Regions from separate parts of the Mus musculus genome. Here regions 2 and 3 are each linked to region 1. The links are chromatin contacts, called in public Hi-C and promoter capture Hi-C maps. All regions are on one chromosome and are shown on one strand. Each heading gives the region's core, a stretch centred on a gene start, on an enhancer-like site or on the middle of the called end of the contact. The rest is flanking DNA. Distances are from core to core; before and after follow the strand shown.

Region 1 (3,273 bases), core at 402-2,901:
TTTCTTTTCCATCTACTCAATTTCTTTTTCTAAATCAGAAACGACTTCAGCAATGTGGTTAAGTTCAAAAAAGGACAGGTCTTGCAATTCAACAGGCTCTGGTCCTAGGTCACTGGCTTAGAAAGATGAAATGAAAATCTCAAAGTGGTTTTGATTTGCATTTCCCTGGGTAGGGTATGTGCAGGTGACTGCTGGGGCCAGAGGCTCTGGATCCCCTAGAGCTAGAGTTACAGGGCAGGGTAGGCCACACCTAAGCACCTAGGAACTATTCCAGGGGCTGGAGACAGGCCTCAGCAGGGAAGGGCACCTGCTACCAAGTACAACCTCCTGAGTTCGATCCCTGGAACCCACATGGTAGAAGGACAAAGGGGACTCCCTACACAAGTCGTCCTCTGACGTCCATTCCTGGGTAATGTCACAGGTGAGTGCCACACTCCCCCAACACATAAAAACTAATTAAATCATTTGAAAATAAAGTATTTGAAATATGAATTTGGAGCCTAGTGGTGTCTCCCTCTATAATGACACAGAGTATAATGGCAGGAGTATTGGGAGTCCCAGGTCATCCTTCACTACATAATTCAATAGCTCCGTGTCAAAAGAAAACCAACCATCCAGCCAGACAAGAAGATTGGCTACTTAGCCAATGCTTATTTCTGCTCTTACTTATAACTTTGCTCTCAGCGTTGTAGCATATTGTAATTCCCCCTTTGTCCACAGGTTTGCCTTCCCAGGGGCACTCAACCAGTTTAAAAACATTGCAAGTGGAAAATTCCAGCAGTCAACGATCTGTAAGTTTTAAATAATTTTAATTAAATTTAAAGTAAACTAACGTCCCACTAATTGTTCCATTTTGCTATTAGCTGTTTTGGTGAATCGATTGTGCCTAACAAATTTCATGAGAAGTGTGTATAGGGGGGAAAACTCTAAAGATGAAAATTGCAAGAACTACTTCTAATGATGTTTATTTTGGGGGCCAGTGAGATGGCTCAGTGGGTAAAGGCACATGATAAATCTGCTGCCCGCGACCGAGTTCTCGTTGAACTCCTGAGAGGTGAAGGAACAAAATCGGCTCCAGAGCTGTCCTCTGACCTCTAACGCGAATAATGGCATGTGCGCGCACACGCAAAATTAGGACGTTTTTAAATATAGAGTTATTAGTTTGACCCATACCATTAATACACACCGCAGTAGGTATGAGTCCTAATTGTTGGCCCCCGCAGCGCCTTTCCTTCTCACTTGTTAGAGACAAGCTTTTTCCTAATGTATCCCACAGTGAGCTCGAACTCACTACGAGCTCAAGCTGGCTTTAACTCGCAGCAATACTCCTGCCCCAGCGTCTCAATTCGGGACAGAAAGGAAGAAGGTACACAGCGGAACTAGCTAGGTCCTGACGCCGGCCAGCACAGCGAGCCGGCTCTCTCCCACCGAGGTGGGACTCGAACTCTCAGCTTGAGGATCCGGCGCTCCCGACCGCCCACAGCTTCCTCACCCAACATGGGTTTTTTCTCCCAAGAGCGCAAGAAAAAAAAAGCGAGACGCACCCCTCGTCCTTAGCGGAAAGAAACGCCGGGGACTCGGCCATCACACCGGCACCACAAGCCACTCAACTGGCGTCGCCCGGGGTTCAACGGCCGCGGTTCCAGAAAGGAAGCGTTGGAGCTTTTTTTTTTTTTTTTTTTTTTTTTAAGCGCTTTTGAACTCAGAAACTTTATTTGGTGGTCTGGCCAGGGTCAGAACATGGGGCGCAAGGGCCTTCCGGCTACGCGAGCGGAAGCCCTGGAGGACCGGAGGCGGTAGCCCGCCGAGCGGAAGGGGGGGGGGGGGGCGCGGAGCGGTCACGTGTTCGGACGGTCACGTGTCCCAGCTTGCCGGCCTGGGGCTTGCAGTGCGCCTGCGCCGCAGCGGGGCGGGGCGGGGTGTGTTTCCGCAGAGGTTCCTGCGGCGGGAGCGTGCGCGTGGGCGTCGCGGTCGTCCTCTCCGCGCACAGGTCAGTGCTTCGCGCTTCCCCAGCCGGAGAAGCTGGTGAGGAGGTGTGGGCTTCGGCCAGGGCCTGGGAATTTAGCCGGGAATCCGAAGCACCTCAAGCCAAACACTCCCGACCCCGCCGAGTTGGAAGCAGGGCATAGTAGTAGCTGCCAAGGTGCATGAAATCACCTTGAACTTAGGAACTGGAAGAAGTGCTCCCAAAGGTCAGCCCCACTTACCCGCTGAATCTAACCTGGATGCAGCCGCTTTTTTCATTGATGGTATTCTGCATCTCATGTACAATATATTTTGGTTATGTCCACCACCACCCCCAGCCCTGCCGTCAAACGCCTAGGCCTACCCATGTCCCACTCCCAACTTAAAACACTAAGTGCAATTAGTGCTATCCTTAGGCACATGGACATATTATGCTTAAGGATAATGCTCAAAAACTGCAGCTCCCTTGTGTTTCATTTTAAAAATTTACTTGACGCCTCTGTGCCCAAGGACACTACTGTCACTGAGCATAGGGGGACAAACACAGAAACCTGCTTTTGAAGAGAGGCAAAAATCTCCTTTATTGCTTTCTGATATCACTGTCGCTAACTAATATATATTATCCCTTATTTGCTCATTTCCAGAGCTAGCATACTGCACACGGTAAGGAGTAGTCATTGCATGAATTAAAAAGCTAAAAATACAAGGTATGTAAGTGGTGCTAAATATGAGGACAAAGTAAAAAATAGCAAGAGAATGGATGAGTGTTGGTTATAAGTATTAATCCTGTCACTCCAGAGGCAGAGGCCAGCCTGGTGTACAAAGCAAGTTCCAGGCCAGTCAAAGAGAGAAATTATAGGTTATCCAGAGAAATCCAGTCTTGAAAATCCAAAGTGGATGTGATGGATGTGTGTTGGTTATATGTATTATACCAAGTCACTGAGGGAGTCAAGTCCTTAGGAGGAGAGCTTGTGGACAGGTGAGTGGAAAGGCCCAGAGGGCCTGGAACAAAGGCATTCTATAGGGAATGCTGCAGTGTTGCAGAAGGCTCAGAAGGGCGTTTTAGGGGCATTGGCTTTTATTGTAAATGTAAAGCCATCATCAAATTTGACTCTGGGAAAGGATAGGATTCTAGTTAAGGTCTCAGAATTTTTGCTGTAGTCCATTGTGAATGACCTGTAGGAGGCTGTAAACAGTGGCAGGGAGCCAGTGTGCCAGTTGCCTTTCATGTGACAAGCTGCCTGAGGAGAAGCAGCTGAAGGGAGGAAGGGTTTGCTGCTCATCTAGAGTCCTGCATGGCAGATTAGG
Region 2 (3,273 bases), core at 365-2,864, 440 kb after region 1:
CGTGGAGCGGATGCAGGGCATTACCTTTCAGTTTCATTCTCCAGTTCATTTACTGTTACTGTAACGAAACACCCGAGACTGGAGATTGGTTGAGTTGGTTTCTAGTTTTTCAGGTTCAAGAGCTTGGTGCTGGCTTCTGCTTAGCTCTATTGAAGGCCTCTGTGGTGATGTGAATGAGAAGGGCTCCCATAGGCTCATAAGTTTGAGTACTTGAGCCTGGTAAGGTGGTGCATGCGTGCTTGTATCCCACATGGAGGAGGTGGAGACGGACAGACTCCCCAGGAGCTCAATGATCAGCCAGAACAGATTATCTGGTGAATTCCAGGTCAGTGATGGACACTGTCTCATAGGGCAGATGGCTTGTGAGGATAACACCTAAGGTTGTACTCTTGTCTGTACACACACCCACCCATACACACACACACACACACACACACACACACACACACACACACGCACGCACACACAGGCACACACACACACACACACACACACACACACACGCATGCGTACACACGCGCGCGCGCGCACACACACGCACTCATACACATCAACACACATGCGGCCTCTGGGCTAAAATCAAGTGTTTCTGATTCTCCACGATTCTGCCGTCACGTGAAGGAATAAGGAGGAAAATGCATAGCAATTACTGAACAGAAGCTTCTGAGATATGCAGAAAACGGAACGTTCACCGTCTCCATATTCTCCAGAAAAACCACTGCTTTGGAATCCTCTCAGAGTCGGGTTGAGCTTCACTCCACAGAAGCCTCTAGGTGATTTACTTTCATAATAAAAAAGGACTTTTAAAAAATGTCTTTGTTTTTCAAAAAATACGGATACAACCAGCCAAAGTCTCCGGCCAGCTGTGAAAACATCGAAGGCATCTTCTCTGCCTGCCGCAGCTGTCCAACACTGGGCAAGGCTTATTTTCCTCTTCCACGACTGCTTCCAAACCAGAAACTCTAGGTCTTAGCGTGCAAAATAGGGGCTGTAACTCAGTCATAGCCAAGCTAAGCAAGCACAAGGTTTGAGTCTATGAGAGAGGGAGAGGCAGGGCGAGGCAAGTCAGTTGTTCTTGAATTTGCTTGAGTAGGCTGCCCCCGTGTGGCGACTACTGAAAACATACACAGGTTTCTTCCACGTGTGTCAAAGAGCGCATTCTTAAAAGCAGCAAGACCCCTGCCCTCCGTGTAGGGCTCTCTAACCTGCCCCTTACTCCCTATCCCTTAGAACAAGTAATATGTATTTTTAGTTATCATTCTGCATGTAGCAGCACTCATTATTCTGGGACAAGAGTATATTCCAAGACCCCTGACCGGTTCTGGAAGCCAGATTATACTAATTACATCTAGACCATGGGTATCAGACCATGGTATGTAGACCGCGGTATACAGGCACACGTATAACTGCACTTTTTCACACAAAGGAAGCCATTTAGAGTTTCTCTTTGGGCTTCTCTGCTAGATCCAAATTACCAGCTTGACCACTCTCATGTCTTGGGGTTCTTATCAATTAAAGCAATGGTTAGCTATCACATTGCCACACTAGATCGGACCCAACAGAGCCTCTGAGTGACAAACAGGTGGGTAGGCTCACAGTGTGAAGCTATGCCAGACAGAGATAATTCACCTCGGGTGGGATGCAAGAGTGAAAGCACGGGAGGTTCAGGGGTTCACTGTACCACTCAGGATGGTGCCGTCTATAACTCCAAGAGCTTGCTGTGGCATTTCCCACTGAATACCGGCAGGCGCCACTGATCCCGGTAACTGACAGAGAGCTAGAACTTCCAATCAAGACTCTGCTGTCCCTACTGTATTTGATGGAGTCACTCACTACATGAGGATAACACAAATCGAATGTCCAGATTAAGAAAACAGGCCAAGGGGGCCATACCTGATTTTAAAGCAATTTCTTAAGATAAAGAAACAAATGCAGGGCTGGAGAGATGGCTCAGTGGTTAAACACACTGACTGTACTTCCAGAGGTCCTGAATTCAATTCCCAGCAACCACATGGTGGCTCACAACCATCTGTAGTGGGATCCTATGCCCTCTTCTGGTGTGTTTGAAGATGCTACAGTACACTCATATACATAAAATACATAAATACTTCTTAAACAAAACAAAACAGAACAGAACCCAAATGCTTGGCGTTGGAAGGATGGTTCAGTAATTAGGATTGCTGGCTGCTTTTCTAAAGGTCCTGGGTTCAAGAGTCCCAGGACCCACATGGAGATTCACAACCCTCGGTAACTCCAGTCCAATAGGACACAGCGCCCTCTTCTGGCCTCTGAAGGCACCATGTGCATGGAGTGCACAGACATACACTCAAGCAAAAACAAACAAACAAAAAAAACAAGCCACGTTTCCTTTCTGAATATATATGTTCTAGTAATGTTAAAGTCTCAATTAAAATGTATAAATAAACAATACCTCCAAGCTTATATATGCAGCCAAAGCTAACTTTGAACCAGTCTCCCTGACTCAGCCTCCTGAGTACTGGAGTTACAGTCATGGTCACAGTGCCTGGCCAAGTTCCTTCTTCATCCCTTTCTCATTGAAGGCAGTCAACTGCTACCCCAAAGGTTTAGATGTGGGACTCAGCCTGGTAAAGAGCTTGGCTAAGATGACAATCACCATCAGGTTAAGGGTTGATGGTTGGCAACCTTTTTGCTCCAGTTTTATACTCTAAAACGGTTACTCATGAGTATCAAGAATAGCAGTTGGGAAGTTTCTCTTAGTGATCTTTTTTTTTTTTTAGTTCGAATTGTTTTATTTCCATCTTTAATACTAGTCCAAAACAGACTGATACCTATGAGCATAGCTTAAACGGAACAAAGAAAAGAGTTAAACTATATACATTAAGAAAAAAGGAAAGAAAATCTTTTCTATACCACTCTTTCCTTATTAATGCAGTTTCTGATTAGAAGAACACATCTTGTTCTCAGTTTAATTTAGGATGAAGTAATAGAACTTTTATGATCAACTTCATAAACCGTCCTTGAGGAGAAAACACATTTTTAAGTGGGTGTTACCACATTTACTGGTGAACTGGCTGCCTGGTTGCCTTGTCTCTTCGAAGTCTGGCTATCATTAGAACTAACAAGACCAAGTCCATGAGGCCCACAGGGAGCGCAATGGCTGTGACATGCAAGGGGGAGAGGAGAACACATACCACACATCACAATGATGAGAGCAATGCTCTTACCCTCTGAGTCCATGTAGAAAAACCTATTACTCTCACTCAAACTAACTGAAGTCAAACAGCTAGAAAG
Region 3 (3,273 bases), core at 516-3,015, 320 kb after region 1:
ACGGAGACATGGGGTCAGATCCCACACGCTGGGGAACTCTGATTCTCCTGAAAGTGTTTGGCCCAAGTTAAATATTGTTCTAAGTGCTTATGGTTTATCATTTCCCCATTTATCATATTTTTTATGTTATAAAAGTGATATACGCTACTTCACACTAAGGGTTTGGTGTGGTCTTTCTGGTCCTTTCTCTAAGGAATTTATGTTCCAACATTACTTCACATATATGGCTTACAGAGTAAATAATATTTCATGCCAAGTGATTAAAGAGGCTTTGTAAATAATTAAAGGCTGAACCAATGTGATAGGACAGAGAACACCTGATATATATATCACGAATCTCTTTCATCATGAGATTATTTTTTGAAAAGTTACACAGGCTCTTGGGTTTATTGGCTATTATAAATCACCAGCTCCAAGGAATAGAGTAGTTTATAAAATTTGAGGTTGGGAAAATTATAAGAAAGTATTTGCTCCTTCTGCCCCTGCTCAAAAAAAAAAAAATGCATTTGGCAAATGATTTCTTAGGAAAAGAGGCACTGAGGTGTGCACTATACCAGTTGACAATCTTTTATTATTTCGTAATTTTCAATAATATGTTGGGGAGAATATGTATATGTAATGTCATCCTAAAGAAGCAGGGGCACCCAGGAATACGTTCCTTAAATTCTTTTACAATAATTAATTTTGTGTATGGGTGTGTGCATGCATGTGTGGCATTCTGTGGACAATTTTTAGGAGCAGGGTCTTTCTTCCTACCATATGGGTCCTTGGGATTAAACTTGGGATGTTGTTAGACTTGGTAGCAAGCATCTCTATCCACTGAGCCATCTTGCCAGCCCAGGAATGCATTTTTACATAGGGACAAAGAAAGTGACTGTAGAAAAAATACTTGGCTACCCTCACACATCCAGAAAGTCTTCGGGATGGTGAGCCGAGGGGTTTCTATAAAAAAATCAATCGTGGGGAGGTGAAATGGGCCAGAGAAGCCTCCACACTAGCCATTAGAAAGTGTTAATCAGCACCAATTAAAGCAATTACCAAACAGAATGCGATGTGACAGCTCAGCCCCAAAAACACAGGCGACAGCTAGGCAAGGAAGGAAGTTCAGGTAGGTGTCCAGCCGCTAATACCCAGAAGGACAAAGAGGTGACGCCTTTCCAGCATTCCCCATGTGATTTCCCAACACCAGTCAAGCTGACCCCAGTTACCACTCGCGGGTGGACTGGCTTATGCTGGAATTCTTTGTTTTCAAGACTTAAGCAGCAGCAGAGGTACAGAAGGGCTATCTGCCTGCCTTCAGGACACACCAAGAGGGGACCTGCCCCTGTGTTCTAAAGCTCACAGTGTTCTGTCCATGTTGGACATTTATTTACCAGAGTCTCTGTACCAGAAACCCACACGGGAGGTAAGGGACCGCGTTCTTCCCCATGCATGCTGGAGGTACCATTAATGACTTGCTGAATAAGAGAATGAATGAATGAATGAATGAATTCTATTGAAGAATGGAGAACAGTTCTGATTGTGGACGTCAGGGAGTGGGGATTGGAGGTTAGCCTTGTATCTCAGTATCTCCGATGCCTGATAGCAATTGAATGTGGAATGACTAAGCATAACATTGCTTCATCCAGCTAGAATTTTCCCACCTGCAGGGGTCAGTTCCCTGAGTGTCATCCCGCCCCCCACCCCCCATTCCTTCTCCTTAGTCATCCCACCAGGAAGTTACCACAATGTCTCTCAGAGGAGTGATGAATGCTTGATGCATTCCAGCAAGTCTGTGGGAGGGCCCAGAGTGCGGACAAAGAAAGTAAATTCCACCCTTATTAGGAGATCCTGGCCTCCTGGGGGAATTTGCCCAGCTTGCATATGGCTTCCTGTACTGTCACAGAGTGCCTCCAAGTGACAGTGTCCTGCCTTCCTGGACCCCCTTTACTTAGGCCTCACTTCCTTCCTGATTCCTCAGGCCTGATTTCGGGCAGGCAGGGACACTCCCTCTGTCCCTGAGAGCAGCCACCAGGGGAACTTCTGCGTTGAGATAACGTCACTGATGGCTCACTCCAGGAAACCTGTGAGTAGCTGCTGCTGCTCCAGGACTGTTCCATGCATTCATTTATTACAGGTCATAAGTCAGAGAGCCAGGCCCAGGAACAGGCTGGGGGAAAGAGTCCACGCTGATTTTACAGGACAGCTTTGGTCTTAGCCTGGCCATGGAGGTGGGGGTGGGGTGGGGTGGGAGATTCACCACAGGACCATCTTCCTGGCTTCATCTATGTTTCTAAGAGACTTATTTCCTATGTCCCGACAACCTTTCAAATGAGCTAACACTAGACTCAATTCTGTCTACCAATCAGCTTCTTCCCTATGTTCAGGGTCACAAGGTCTCTCTCTCTCTCTCTCTCTCTCTCTCTCTCTCACCCCCCCTCTGTCTCTCTCTGTCTCTCTCTCACTCACACACACACACACACACACACACACACACACACATAAGACAAGGTCTCACTATATAGAGCACGGACTCAGTATGTAGATTAGACTGACTAGTCTCGGACACACAGGGGTCTGTCTGCCTCTGTCTCCTCAATACTGTGATTAAAGGTATACACCACTGGCTTTTTCTAATACTTTACTTAATAATAGTGTGACTCCTGAAAGCCACTACACTAAAATGTTTCCTTTTATGTTTAAATGTGAAATGTCCCCACTTGACAATTTTATATTATTTCATACTTTTCAATAACATGTTGGGAATAAGATGTATGTGTAATGTCATCCCAAAGGGACACACAAGATGTGTTGAAGAAGGAAACAGAGGGTGGGCCACTGATTCCCCCTCACCCCTGGGGTAGCTGTTAGGGTCCTGGCTACTGTGAGCAGCCAGCCCCAACTTGCCCATAGAAATACAATATCGTAACTCTGAGTTGCAGCAGAAGTCGGTCACTGGGCCACACTGCTGCTGAGTCAGCAGACAGATCTTGAGACCACTCACTCTCTTCTCTCTCCCAGAAGGAAATTCACTTTATGCCTCTGTGGCTCCTGAACACATGATCTGAAAATAGAAGGGCCTGGCCCGAGATGGCAGAGGTGTATTTTCACCCTGTTATTGGTGGAAGAGTGCTTAGAAAACCAGCAAAAATTGTCAATTCCATCCTGCTGTGTGATTCGTAGAGTTGGCAGAGCATGATTAAGACGTGACAGCAACACAAACTAGGAATAGCTTTGAGGTCTGGTACTCACCGTTCCCACCAAAGGATAAATGAACCCAGCCCCGATGCTGGC

Evidence for each region. Promoter capture Hi-C pulls out the DNA fragments that hold promoters and counts their contacts. Hi-C and Micro-C count contacts between places; a contact is called where the count stands out from the background.
Region 2: a contact with region 1 is called in a Hi-C map of muscle stem cells, with 3 times the contacts expected there. The contact joins the enhancer-like site here to the promoter of Armt1 in region 1. A contact is called at or near these places in 8 of 39 promoter capture datasets (the 3T3-L1 cell line, cranial neural crest, embryonic stem cells and 3 more), 1 of 15 datasets of contacts at CTCF or cohesin (embryonic stem cells), 1 of 484 Hi-C or Micro-C datasets (muscle stem cells), 8 of 115 datasets of contacts at active chromatin or transcription factors (astrocytes, cardiomyocytes, embryonic stem cells and 4 more) and 5 of 9 other capture datasets (adipose tissue, embryonic stem cells, liver and 2 more).
Region 3: a promoter capture Hi-C map of hematopoietic stem and progenitor cells shows a contact between it and region 1. The contact joins the enhancer-like site here to the promoter of Armt1 in region 1. A contact is called at or near these places in 2 of 39 promoter capture datasets (the C10 cell line and hematopoietic stem and progenitor cells), 3 of 115 datasets of contacts at active chromatin or transcription factors (embryonic stem cells, extraembryonic endoderm stem cells and memory CD8 T cells) and 1 of 9 other capture datasets (embryonic stem cells).

What each region holds. Positions count from the first base shown.
Region 1 is chr10:4,430,983-4,434,255 of GRCm38.p6, reverse strand. Armt1 (acidic residue methyltransferase 1) reads right to left here and starts at 1,651. Exons shown (of 5, transcript NM_024261.2): 1 at 1,545-1,651. The coding sequence starts at 1,585. It overlaps Rmnd1 (required for meiotic nuclear division 1 homolog), which reads left to right and starts at 1,868. Exons shown (of 13, transcript NM_025343.6): 1 at 1,868-1,990.
Region 2 is chr10:3,994,467-3,997,739 of GRCm38.p6, reverse strand. All of the region lies in intron 7 of Mthfd1l (methylenetetrahydrofolate dehydrogenase (NADP+ dependent) 1-like), which reads right to left. It also overlaps the pseudogene Gm16074. Among named protein-coding and RNA genes, the nearest start is that of Mthfd1l, 23 kb to the right of the region's middle. Within about 2 kb of position 1,614, at least 19 of the 459 cell types and tissues checked have an H3K27ac peak or open chromatin away from gene starts, as enhancers often do. A contact at or near this core is called in adipose tissue and muscle stem cells, where this site is marked.
Region 3 is chr10:4,106,488-4,109,760 of GRCm38.p6, reverse strand. Mthfd1l (methylenetetrahydrofolate dehydrogenase (NADP+ dependent) 1-like) reads right to left here. Exons shown (of 28, transcript NM_172308.4): 26 at 3,232-3,273. Among named protein-coding and RNA genes, the nearest start is that of Gm25515, 3.8 kb to the right of the region's middle. Within about 2 kb of position 1,765, at least 136 of the 459 cell types and tissues checked have an H3K27ac peak or open chromatin away from gene starts, as enhancers often do. A contact at or near this core is called in embryonic stem cells, extraembryonic endoderm stem cells and hematopoietic stem and progenitor cells, where this site is marked.